Regions from separate parts of the Mus musculus genome. Here all the other regions are linked to region 3. The links are chromatin contacts, called in public Hi-C maps. All regions are on one chromosome and are shown on one strand. Each heading gives the region's core, a stretch centred on a gene start, on an enhancer-like site or on the middle of the called end of the contact. The rest is flanking DNA. Distances are from core to core; before and after follow the strand shown.

Region 1 (4,345 bases), core at 1,254-3,753, 240 kb after region 3:
TAAATGCACTCAACCTTTTTCCCCTGGAAAGTTGGGGCTCCTCCCTGTTCCAATAAAGCAGCCTAAGCCTTTTGAGATAGAGCCTATCTAGATCATTTTTTTTCTTAGACTCATGGTAGGTTCAACACTCACAGGTGAATCTAATGTGACTTGGTGGACTACACCAACCAGGAAGCTTGATGACCTGTAAGACTGAGGAGGAAGAGAGAGAAAGTCCACATCCAAAGACGTGCATGAGGTTCATCATCACATTTTCCCCATTAATTAATTCACCACAAACTGCTTTTATTTCTAAAGCAAATTAAGTATTTATGTCTATACTATGTAGGAATAAATGATACAAAGAAATTATATAGCAGTTTCTCCACTGCATTAGAGACAGCAATGTTGTCTTTCATCTATTTATCATTTTGATTAAGACAACAGACTCACTGTGACAGGGCACAAATGTATTTTAATTGTAAGGCTAATAATGGAGAAATATCTTTCCATTGGTCTCTACCTGTTTACTGATGGTATTCTGATCCTATAAGATACAAACTGGTCTGGGAGCACAGGGCATCTTTCTGCTCAGTTCCAGTAAAAATCAGCAGTCTTCTATAACAGGCATCATGAGGTTGGAGCATCTCCAGCATAGATTGCTTATCCCAGCTAACTGAGCCTTGCAAATTTGCTAACTACACTGCCTTTGAACTGACAACTTTCACATGATCTAGCTCCATGACTTGCCTTTTTCTAGTGCTTTAATATGAAGATTTATGCTAACACTTTTTAGATTCATATAATGCACCAGGCTCTGTGGCAATGCATAGGTGTTCATTTTCATTTTTATACAATCTTGGGGGATATCATTACCCCCATAATATATATAGAGAGAGAAGTAAGAAGTCAGAGGGGTTGAAGGAGAGATCATGATGAACACTCTCATTCATTTGATGTTTTCTGAAGAACATTTGTACCCCAGACCTTGAACTGGACTTGAGATTGAAGACAAAGGCATGGCTTCTAGCATCTGCACATTTTCCCTTCAGGTCACTGTTGGATGTGCAAAAGAGATGAGGGGACATAAGAGGGGGAAGTGGGGCTGGAGCTTGTGGCAAACACCCTGGACTTGTCTGGTGTGGGATGCATGTCCCACCTCCTCCATCCTTCTACTCAAGCCTCCTCCATGGCTCTCCCCTCCTCCCCCATGGCATCAAATCCTCCCCTTTCTGAGCCAGACAATAGTTCTTTCTGGAACATCTTCCTTGGAAGGATAACAACAGTGTTTTTGCTGCTGGTGTCATCATGTGATCAAAGCATAGCTCAGGAAATGGGGTCCTCTGAAAACTGTTTATCTAAAATCTCTTGTTTCACCATTTGGAGTGTTTTAAGAGAACGGTCTGCACCTTCTCTCCCGAGGGCAAAGATTTCAGTTACCTGTGTACTAAGAGGCAAACAGAGGCCACACATACTTGTGCAGTAAAAGAAAATACCCCCCATGTAGAATGACCCCTGCCTGCCTTTGTGCCCCCCCCAACCACCACCACCCCCAACCCCAGCTGCTCTGGAGGACATGAGGAAATCCTGATCTAGTTTTTCACAGGAAGTCTGAGTGATTCTAGGCAGGGAAGATTTAAAGACAAAAAGCTCTAATTCCAGACTTAGGTGGGAGTGTTTTTATTACTGACAAAAACCAGAGTTCCCTTTCTGGGTTATTCAGATGAACTCAGAGTAAATATTTATCCTTTCAGCTAATAGGTCTGTTTCGAGGAGTTCGGTACTCCCAGACAACCAGGCTGATGGATCGTTTCTTGATTCCCCACTTGGAGGAGGACTGGGCAAAACTACTTGGCACAAAGAGCCCTTTTCCTGTGGCCTGCCTGTTTCTGTGTATGAGGTATAACACCCTTCTTTGTGCCAGAACAGGGTGGGTGTGAGGGAAGGCCTTGCTAGGACCTCCCAGCTCCACCATTCTGAAATGATTTAATGGTCATATCGTCAGTGTTCCCAGAGCAAACAGCCACCCACCTCTGAAGAGGAGAAAGATGGATGGCTACATCAGCAGCCCCCACCCTTCTCTTGTGTTTCAAAGCGGGACTTTGTTCACTGCAATTTGCACAGAGTGCAGAATTCATGCCATGGGCACTCCCAATGTACAGAGTACACAGGCACACACACACACACACACAGACGAGGATTTACATACATGAATAAATGCAAAGGTTACATATGGACATAATGCAGGGAGAGTTTTGAGGAGAGGGACTCCTCATTTATTCATCTTTGTATTCTCACATTGCCTAGCAATGCCTGGCACAGAGAAGATGATTAATACATAGTTTTTGAATGAATACATGAATAATTATAATTGCAACCATTTAGTTAGCACTTAGCAAGTGCCAGGCAAGAAGAAATGTGCTTCATAAACCATTCTCTTCTTTAACCCTCGCCAAGAGCCAGTGAGTGAGGTGCTCATACTCTCCTAGTTGCACAGATGTGAAGAGAGAAGGTTTTAGGCAAAGCATTTCGCTGAAGATGACAGCCTGGCTTGTGGTAGCAAAAGACATGTGACTCCAGAGCTGATGCTCATCCTTTCTGGAGCAAAGCTAAAAATACTTGTATAGCTGTCACATGTAGAGAGCAGCAGTGTCATTGCTGAGGCTCAAAACCTTATCTGTAAGCCTTGAGCATAAAGTGTCTTTGCTCTGCAACCCCAGTTATCTGGAGCTCAAGGATGCTCTGTCCTCAGAGTAAGGATGATGGGTCTCTGATGGATAGCAATAAGAACCTTTGTTTTGCACTTTTTGAGAAATACAGACATATCTGAAAGAGAGAATTGATCCCTCCCTTTCCCCCTCCTTCCCTATCCTCTTCCCCTCTCCCTCTTTCCCTCTCTCCTTTTTTTTTATTGGATATTTTATTTATTTGCATTTCAAAGGTTATTCACTTTCCCAGTTTCCCCTCCAGAAACCCCTTATCCCATCCTCCCTCCCCCTGCTTCTATGAAGGTGCTTCCCCACCCACCCACTCCTGCCTCCCTGCCATGGCATACACTGGGGCATCAAACTTTCACAGGACCAAGGGTCTCTCCTCCCCTTGATGTCTAACAAGGCCATCCTCTGCTACATATGCAGCTGGAGCCATGGGTTCCTCCATGTGTACTCTTTGGTTGGTGGTTTAGTCCCTGGGAGCTCTGGGGATGGGGGTGGGGGGAGTCTGGTAGGTTGATATTATTGCTCTTCCTATGGGGTTGCAAACTCCTTCAGTTCCTTCAGTTCTTTCTCTAACTCCTTCCTTGGGAATCCCATGCTCAGTCCAATGGTTGTCTGTGCGCATCTGCTTCTGTATTTGTCCGGCTCTGGTAGAGCTTCTCAGGAGACAGCTATGTCAGGCTCCTGTCATCAAGCACTTCTTGGCATCTGCAACAGTGTTTCAGTTTGGTGTTTGTATATGGGATGGATGCCCAGGTTGGGGAGTCTCCGGATGGCTTTCCTTTAATCTCTGCTCCAAACTTTGTCTCCATATTTGCTCCTATGAGTATTTTGTTACCCCTTCTAAGAAGGATTGAAGCTTCCACACTTTGGTCTTCCTTCTTCTTGAGCTTCATGTAGTCTGTGAATTATATCTTGGGTATTCTGAGATTTTGGGGTAATATCCATTTATTCAGTGAGTGCATACCATGTGTGTTCTTTTGTAACTTAGTTACCTCACTCAGGATGATATCTTCTAATTCCATCCATGTGCCTAAGAATTTCATAAATTCATTGTTTTTAATAGCTCTGTAGTACTCCATTGTGTAAATGTACCACATTTTCTGTATCCATTCCTCTGTTGAAGGACATCTGGGATCTTTCAAGCTTCTGGCTGTTGTAAATAAGGCTGCTATGAACATAGTGGAGCATGTGTCCTTTATTTCTTTCTATGTTGTATAACAGTGGCACAGAGGCCAATGTTTCAGTGAAACCAGCATCTGTAAAAGATGATACCTATTCCAGTTAATCCAGCTTTGCTTAGTTCACAAGTTCTCTAACTACATAAGCCTTTTAAAAAAAACGATCATTTCCATAAGGTCTACCTTCTATACGTTGCTAATTTCCAAAGTCCTTTAATATGAATATTTGTGCTATCACTTTAGACTCCTGTAAAGCACCTTTCTGTTCTAATACATACATGTGTATGTCCAGTTTTTATGGAACCCTGGGTATAAGCATTGCTATTCCCTTCCTCTTCTTTCCTCTCTTCTTCTTTCCTCCCTCCTTCTCTTCTCCCTCCTCTTCCTTCTTAGCTTCTACCCACTCCCTCCATTCCTTGTGCTCCTCTCAAAATCATGATTCCCCCATGCCTATGTCCTGAATACTGAGGT
Region 2 (3,974 bases), core at 1,376-3,875, 250 kb before region 3:
ATGCTAAACTCTGTGCTAAGTGCTAGAGTAGAGGGTGGGAGACAGGGAATGGGCAGAGTTCTACAATTAAGTTTTTAAAGGTATGTATTTATTAAGTGTGTGTCTGTTCATGTGTATGTACGCATGTGCATGTGTGTACCTGTATGTGTCTCTGTGTGTACATGTGCATGTGAGCATAGGAAGAGAAGAGTTATTGTATCCCCTGGAGATGATGTTACAAGAAGCAGTTGTGAGCCACATGACCTGGGTACTTAGAACTGAACTCAGACCACCCTTACTGCTTCATCTCTCCAATGTCTTCAGTAAATAGTATTAAGGCCAGCATGTTAGTATGAGCAAGGGATGTGAAAGACCCATGACAGTGCCTGGCTTTGTAGCTGGGCTCTGACTTACCAGCTTTTTGACCTTGGAAGTTCATTTAACCTATTGAGCATCAGTTTCCTCTGCTGTGAACTATGGGGTAATGACAGCTGTCTTACCAGGATTGTATGACAAACCGGAACTAGTTGCATCTAACATTGTGCACACTTTACTGATGACAGTTTTGGGTCTGAGACATTTGCTATCTTGCTCAAGATCACAACATAAGTGAACAGTAGACTTGAGGTTGAATCTTGATGTTCAAATTGCAAGAATGGTGCCTTTTCTATTTCTTTCAAATTCACTTTTAAAACTGAACTGATCAATGCATGTCTTCTCCTAAGATACGCATCAGTACGTTCCCTTGTTCTAGTACCAGTATCTGATAGCTTTAGACTCCCTGGAGTCTATGTATTCTGAACTTTCATGATGTCTAAACCCATCACAACAGAGTGACATTTTCTTTCACGTAGTACCCAGCTATCACAGAGCAGAGTCCATGCAAACCGCCTGCCAACAATTTGATATTGAACAGTCTGGATTTGAGAAAAGTGTGGGACTGTGGCATGCCAGCTCTTGAATGTCTCCCTTTGGTCTTCCTGACTTTTCCTTTTCTCCCAGCAATTCACCCTTTGAAACTCTATGTTCTTGATGTTGAAGGGATGGCAAGTTTAGCTATCATCTGACCTGGAAAGATGACCCTTAGGCAGAAAGATGACCTCAGGAAGATTAGGGAAATAGCTGTCTCCCACTGTGGACTCAGACTATTAGACATGAAAACCCATTGTTTCCCACCAATCCCAGACCCCCCTTGAGAAGAGCCACGTGTGTGTAATCATAGGTTCTCATATTAATTCCCCTGGGACCACAACATTCCCAGTTGGTGTACACGTAGTGCCACTACATCCTTGGACTGACAGGTACTTTGGTTCCATTTTCTGGTCTAATTCTCTGGCTGATATTTGGGTCCATCTTTCTACGATCCTCTCAACTGTTCTAACGACACAAAGTTCCATTTTGGGAGTTGTACCAGGCCACCTTGGGAAAACAAAATCTGTCTCCATTTCTCAATTGCCATTTGAGGGTCCAGCGGAAAGAACACAAATTTGAACAAACAGTATTTCATTGTATATTCAACAGAGAAACACACTCTTGTATGTCAACATTACGAGGAAGGCTGAGGATAGCTTTATAGTTTCTCTGAGGAAACGATCGTTCAGTTGGTACAAACGCTTATAGGACTTTTTATCTTACTCTTCATAGCCACTGGTCCCTGAAGAGAAGCTCTTTTATCACACTGGATTTCTCTGTTTCCCACTTGAGAACCTTAACCCCTTGGAGTAGGATCTATGCGCTTTGTAATCCAGAAGTTTTTATTCGGATACCATACTCATTTCTATCCTGGCACATGTTAGCAAGAGAAGAGTAAAAATTGTTAATTCATGGGAGAAAATAACAGCATTAATGAATGTATAGATTTACAAAGACACACATATACCATACTCATTTCTATCCTGGTACATGTTAGCAAGAGAAGAGTAAAAATTGTTAATTCATGGAGAAAATAACAACATTAATGAATGTATAGATTTACAAAGACACACATATACCATACTCATTTCTATCCTGGTACATGTTAGCAAGAGAAGAGTAAAAATTGTTAATTCATGGAGAAAATAACAGCATTAATGAATGTATAGATTTACAAAGACACACATATACCATACTCATTTCTATCCTGGTACATGTTAGCAAGAGAAGAGTAAAAATTGTTAATTCATGGGAGAAAATAACAGCATTAACGAATGTATAGATTTACAAAGGCACACATCATTGGATTGCTTTTGAACCCCATTCTCACTCCCCAGTCCTGTGCACCTAGGAGATACAGCATATAGCTTAGGTTGTTATGTATGCAAGGGGATTTAGAAGAGATCCTTTGGAGGAATGTCATATTTTAAAGATGGAGCTACTTTAAAAAAAAAAAGAGTCTCTCTGACCTTGAGTAAGCAACTTTATACACCATCTTACATGGCTGGTTTTAAATTGTCTGTTAGAGGCCACAATGGTAGCTGTTCTGCCAGGCCCTGAGACTGTTCAAGGGATGAAGCGAGATAATGCAGGTGAAGTCTTAAGTACTGGCTTAAGGGCAGCTGTGTGCGTAGTGTTTGAAAAATGTGCGCACTGGGAGCAGGAGGCTTGATTTCAAGCCTCCAGGCTGCACATCTTGAAGCTGAACTATGTTCAGGGTGAATCAAACAATTCCAAATACTGGCAGCAGGGGGCGCTCTTGCACTTTCCTTAGATTGTCCTAATCGGCTAAGAGGAGGAAACAACTTTTTGTCTCCATTTTCTAATTTAGTTCTTGGGTCCATTTGGGTGTGGAGGACAACATTGTGTCCGTTCACTGGGATGGTCCAGCCCATGAATTTCCAAAATGGCAGCAGTCTGATCTAGATTGATTTTGTTTTTATCTGTGCTTTGTGTAGGTGCCACAGACAATCTGGGTCCCTGGTCTGGCATGTAGGACAGATAGGTGCTGACCCTGTGACCTAAATTTCACAAGAAGAGTCCAGGTCAACAAAGAGTTTGATAGTTCGAGGGGCCAAACTGTCTTCTGGCTTGTTCATGATCGACCTGTGGTAGCATGGTGTGTAGCAGTAGCGGGGATATTCTGCTGTACTGTCAGGAATGAAGATGAGATGTGGAATGTGGGTCCTAGGGGGTACATCTTAAAAGCCCTAGCTAGTGTGGATGGGTCGTTATGGGACGGCATCAATGAGTAAATGAGTCCATGTTGCATCATTGCCATCTTATCATGGACACTGGAAGCCTTGAAGATAAATGAGAAAGGTGTGAGACACATATGGCATATATGGGTTTACAGAAACTCAGCTCAGGCCTCACACTCTGGTATGCTTTGTGCTGGTCTTTGATGTGTGTGTGTGTGTCAGAGTGGGGGTTAGGGGTTTCTACACCATACCCCTTTTGTTGATACTGACAATATAAAACCAAGAGGACAGTATAAGTAATTTTCCCAATGCAACTGACCAAGTTTTTTAAAAATGTGTATCATATACATATGTGTCTATATATGGCATATATGTATATATCATATATAAAATATATTTTAGACATAGTGCCAAAAGTGTGTGTGTATATACATACATATATATATATATATATATATATATATATACACATGTATATATATGTATATACACACACACACACACACACACACACATATATATATATATATATATATATATATATTCATTCAATTCTTGGATTGCAACCAATTAAGCCATTAAAGCGAGGTAAGTTGTTCCTTTAATCTGTGAATTTCATGTGAGTTTTACTAATGTCCCAATCACAAATCATGCCAAAATGAGGAGCTGAGTCCCACATTAAACTTGAGTTTCGTTAGCCTCCTTAAGCTCAGAAAAGCTTCCTGTCTTTTGCGACAATACTACCTTGGAAGGACACAGATTGAGGTATGTTGTAGACTCTTCCTCAAGCCAGTTTTCCCCACGATGCCTTGTGATCAGATTCAACTCCCGCATTTCTAGCCCCAGCATCGTGGAAGGGCTACTGTGTCTTTTCAAGCACTA
Region 3 (4,294 bases), core at 693-3,192:
TCATTGTCTCTTCTCCGCTCCTCCTTGGCAAGATGGATGCCGAACACACTCTTAGAGTCTCTGAACTCTAGGAGAAGTTTGGATAAGTTTAGATATTATATATCTGTCTGGAAATAATCTTCTCTTTCAATCTATTGTGACTGGTTGAATCTTAAGGTTTCCGTCTACAAGGGACAAACTCTGAGAAACCTTCCTTGATGTCTAAGGGTCTAGGCTTGCTTTGTCGCTGCATCCTAGCCTACTACCTCATTGAACATTGAACATTACATTGGTAAACTAAGTCATATCTTTGTAGCCTGGCACGTGATAGTTGTTCAATGAATACTCACTGAAGAAATGACAGGCTGAGAAAAAGTGAATTGGGGAAGTAAATAGTTACTTCAAATAAAATATGTAACTTTTTGCCTTAATTATCCAACTATTTTGAACAGAAGCCTGATGTGTGTGTGTGTGTGTGTGTGTGTGTGTGTGTGTACACGCATTCGCATAAATGCACATATGTGCACACATGCCAATATTTGACATAGGATGTAAGTGAGTCCTTAGGCTTAGCTAGATAGCTCAGTCTTGTTCAGAGGCAAGAGAACTTAATGAAATTTCTGTCATTTGCAGCTCTCAAGATATTCATAGCTTTCTATTGATATATGACAAAATTTGCGGCTTAAAACAATACCTAATAATTAATTCTCACGTTTCAGCTCAGAAGTGTACTGTGTCATACATGTCTCAGTTTGCACAGAGCACCACGGTTTTGACATTGAGATGCATTCAAAAGATCCTGTCCCAAACCCATTCTGTTGGAAACATTTCATTTCATTGTAAGATCTAGTCATTATAGGACTGCTAACTAGCTCTTGTTTTCCTGCAGGTCTTCAGCTTCTGTGGACTTCTTTGTTCCTTGTTCTGTATCTATTTTCAGTTCCGAACAAGCATCAGTATGTCAGAACATGTTTTCACTCTCTGACTTTCTTTTCAGATGTCAGCTCCAGGAAACTCTGTGCTTACACAAGGTACAATTGTTTATATTGGGGTCATCTTCCCAGTATCCATGGAAATCGCTCATCAGTGGTACTTGTGTTAGTATTTGACTGCATCAGTGATAAGAAACGTTGCACAGAGGCTAGGAGTCATAGAGATATTTTAAAATCTGCCTGCTGTATTGGCACCTTACAGAAAAATGAAAACAAGTCAAAACAAATGATCAGATAAGTTACCAATTTTGGTGATAGGAGCTGGGTGGTAGGTAGGACATGTACTTTCTTTTATCATCACTGGACGGTCTGTGTTGCCAAACTTGCTATATAGTAGATTAATTAATATAAATGTGAGACAACTATTTGGTTTTTGCTTCAGAACTCATGACTCTTGATCACACAGCCTCCTATAGTGGTGGTTCTCAACCTGTGGTCGTGACCCTCACAGGGCAGATATCTTGAATGTTACATATTTTCATTATGATTCATAGCAAACTTATAGTTATGAAGTAGCAATAAAATAATTTTATAGTTGGGGATCATGAGAACACTGTAAGGAGCTGCATTAAAAGGTTGCAGCATTAGAAAGGTTGAGAATCACTGCTTCAGAGTCTTGGTCACAGTCCTTGATTCATGGCTGCCATTTTCTTCATTGATTTCCAGTTTTGTTATCATGATTAAAATAATAATTATCATTCATTGAACTTTTTCTGTAGCATGTCATAGGTATCTTAGGCTGCTTATTCTTTTAACAACTGTGATCTAATTATTAGTATGTCTAATACATCACTATGCTCATAACCATTTGGGATATGAGTATCCAATACTCTGCTTGTCTGATTCGTAAAGTTTAGTGTTAATATTATATCTGTGTCTTTGGGGAATGTGATAAACCAGGTATAGTCAGAGGGTTGTCTTGGGATGCTTAGAGTTAGTACTCACATCTCTCACTTCCGGCCTTCTCTTTCTAGCATCAGGCAGTGACTAACACCATGCCCTCCCTCCCTTATGAGAAACAGTCCTGGGGGTGAACAACACATTCCATGTCTATTTCCTCCGGCATTAGGAACTAATTGTGAACTAAGTGACCAAACCATCCTAATAGAATTGGCTTCTAAACAGCAAATTGTAAACTTGCATGAATCGGGATCATGTGTCCTCTAAGCCCCTTCCCTTTCTCTTTTAATTGAGTTTCACTCCAGCATTATCTGTTGAAGGGAACAATGGGATGCCCTGTTTTGAGAGTGAGTCAGGCCCAGCTGCTATGAAAATAATATGTTTGAGAAAATGGACTTGACATTTGATGGCCTTATGACTCTTCTGACAGGATATAATCAACTCATTAGGGAGAAACAGAAGCCCTTGTTGTACAACCACGTTATTCTGAGCATGACAGAACTCCTAAGCTGGTGGGTGAGTGTTCAAGGCACATTGGGACTTCGTCTTCTGTGGCCAGCAAGCAGTGTGGCTGCTTTTACTGTCTCTTTCTCTGGCCACTGCCCTCCAGCTGATGAAAGGGAAATGTTACTTTCTAAAGCCCACAGTTCCTTTGTTTGTTTTCTGCTGTTTCACCCCAGAAGACTGAATTTATGAAAAGAACTTGGTTTTTCAGGGATGCTCTCAGCCTTTCTTCCACTCAGACACAGCGGGGGCAGCTCTCCTGGGAGGGTGATTGGAAGCAGGAAGTAGCAGTTGGGATTCCTGATTCCAGTTCCCAGGCCCACCCCTAGTTTTCTGTGGGACTCTCAAGGGTTCATGGTAGACTCTTTGCTTAGTCTCCCACCATAAAACTTCAACCTCCACTGCTTGCTGATTTTGCCTGAGTTTTTGCCTCAGCAGGAATATGAAGGGAAGGAAAGTCAGATTTCCACATGGGAGTAATAGTCACTTTTAGGTATCACAAGCATCAGACAGATAATTCCTGGCATAGTCCTTGGCATGTCTCTTAGGCTTTTTACTAGATTTATTGCCTGGAAGTTGTGGTTCCTTTAAGTTCTCTATTTGATCATTAAATATGTACTAGACATTTTGTTTCTTAAAAATACTTTTAAGTGCAATCGTTTTAAATATCAAATCGAGTCATTACACCAATGATGATGTGTCTGTGTGTGTCAGGAATTCTGGTTTGCAACACTCATTCTTAAGAATGTTCTCAATTATTTCGATTCACTATATTGTAACTTCCACCAGAAAAAAAGACAGTGTCTCTTTCCCACCACGGAGCCTCAAGCATCTTTAACAGGGTCTTTCTCAGCCTTTCTTGCAGGTGTGAAAATGATTGAATGAAGTAATTGACTAATTTTATTTTATTTTTTAGAATTTATTTTATTACATGTGTGAGTGTTTTTTCCTCATGTATGTGTGCCATATGGATGTCTGGTGCCTGTAGAGGTCAGAAGAGGATGTTGGATCTCCTGAAACTGGAGTTACAGTCACCACCATGTGGGTGATGTGAGCCATCTCCAGGGGCTCTATAGAAGTAGCAAATACTCTTAACTATTGAGCCAACTATCCAACCCTTAAATGTTTTCCTGAATATTTTCTGGACATGGTAATCGTCTTCATCCTGGAAACTTTGCCTCGGGAATTAGCAAACTGAAGACCATAGGTCAAACACTGCCTGCTGTCTGTTCCTATAAACTGACTTTTGAATGTATCTATCCACTGTCTTTGCTATTTCCCTAAAGGCACAGCTGAGCTTGTGGTGGGAACTACACTGGCTGAAAGATGCAAGATATTTTATTATCCAGTCCTTTGTTAAATAACTTGCTGACTTCTGCCTTTTACCTGCTACACAAATGTATGAAATAGAAACCTATACACACCCTCTTTTCTGGAAAAGCAATAACTACCAGTCTTCCAAAGAAGTTTAAGAGTTTTTATAATGCAGTATGTACTTTAAATCCTGACAGATCTCTAGAAACTCCTCTGTGCTCACTGTTTTCCTCCTCAACTTCACACTTTTCACACCTGTCAAAGATGCCATACCTTTATATCAGCCACCAGTGGTGCTGATGTCACTGCTTGTTCTACTGTTGCTTTGTAATTTGGATTTATCTTTTAAAACCTTGTTTAAATACCATCACTGTTAAATTGCTTTCTGTGAAGTTTTTCTGCTAGGCTAGATGGCCCCTCTCCCTTTTCAACCCAGCTCAGCACTTCATAAATCATGACACTCAAGCTCACATGGATTATTTGACTTGACCAAAGTTCCGTGAAGAAGTGGGCAGATCGGACTTCAAATTGAAACCTGTTTGAATTCAATGTGTACTTTCTATTATATGACGCTCTGATGAATTCATGTATAAAAAATATTAATT

Evidence for each region. Hi-C and Micro-C count contacts between places; a contact is called where the count stands out from the background.
Region 1: a Hi-C map of the N1E-115 cell line shows a contact between it and region 3, with 2.2 times the contacts expected there. The contact joins two enhancer-like sites. A contact is called at or near these places in 2 of 484 Hi-C or Micro-C datasets (the N1E-115 cell line and muscle stem cells).
Region 2: a Hi-C map of the N1E-115 cell line shows a contact between it and region 3, with 9 times the contacts expected there. The contact joins two enhancer-like sites. A contact is called at or near these places in 1 of 15 datasets of contacts at CTCF or cohesin (pro-B cells), 4 of 484 Hi-C or Micro-C datasets (the N1E-115 cell line, adipose-derived mesenchymal stem cells, muscle stem cells and 1 more) and 2 of 115 datasets of contacts at active chromatin or transcription factors (T-cell acute lymphoblastic leukemia and embryonic stem cells).

What each region holds. Positions count from the first base shown.
Region 1 is chr15:63,161,204-63,165,548 of GRCm38.p6, reverse strand. No RefSeq gene overlaps it. Among named protein-coding and RNA genes, the nearest start is that of Gm30159, 18 kb to the right of the region's middle. Within about 2 kb of position 2,503, at least 37 of the 459 cell types and tissues checked have an H3K27ac peak or open chromatin away from gene starts, as enhancers often do. A contact at or near this core is called in the N1E-115 cell line, where this site is marked.
Region 2 is chr15:63,651,397-63,655,370 of GRCm38.p6, reverse strand. No RefSeq gene overlaps it. Among named protein-coding and RNA genes, the nearest start is that of 4930449C09Rik, 65 kb to the left of the region's middle. Within about 2 kb of position 2,625, at least 38 of the 459 cell types and tissues checked have an H3K27ac peak or open chromatin away from gene starts, as enhancers often do. A contact at or near this core is called in the N1E-115 cell line, where this site is marked.
Region 3 is chr15:63,398,544-63,402,837 of GRCm38.p6, reverse strand. No RefSeq gene overlaps it. Among named protein-coding and RNA genes, the nearest start is that of Gm41335, 44 kb to the right of the region's middle. Within about 2 kb of position 1,942, at least 29 of the 459 cell types and tissues checked have an H3K27ac peak or open chromatin away from gene starts, as enhancers often do. A contact at or near this core is called in the N1E-115 cell line, where this site is marked.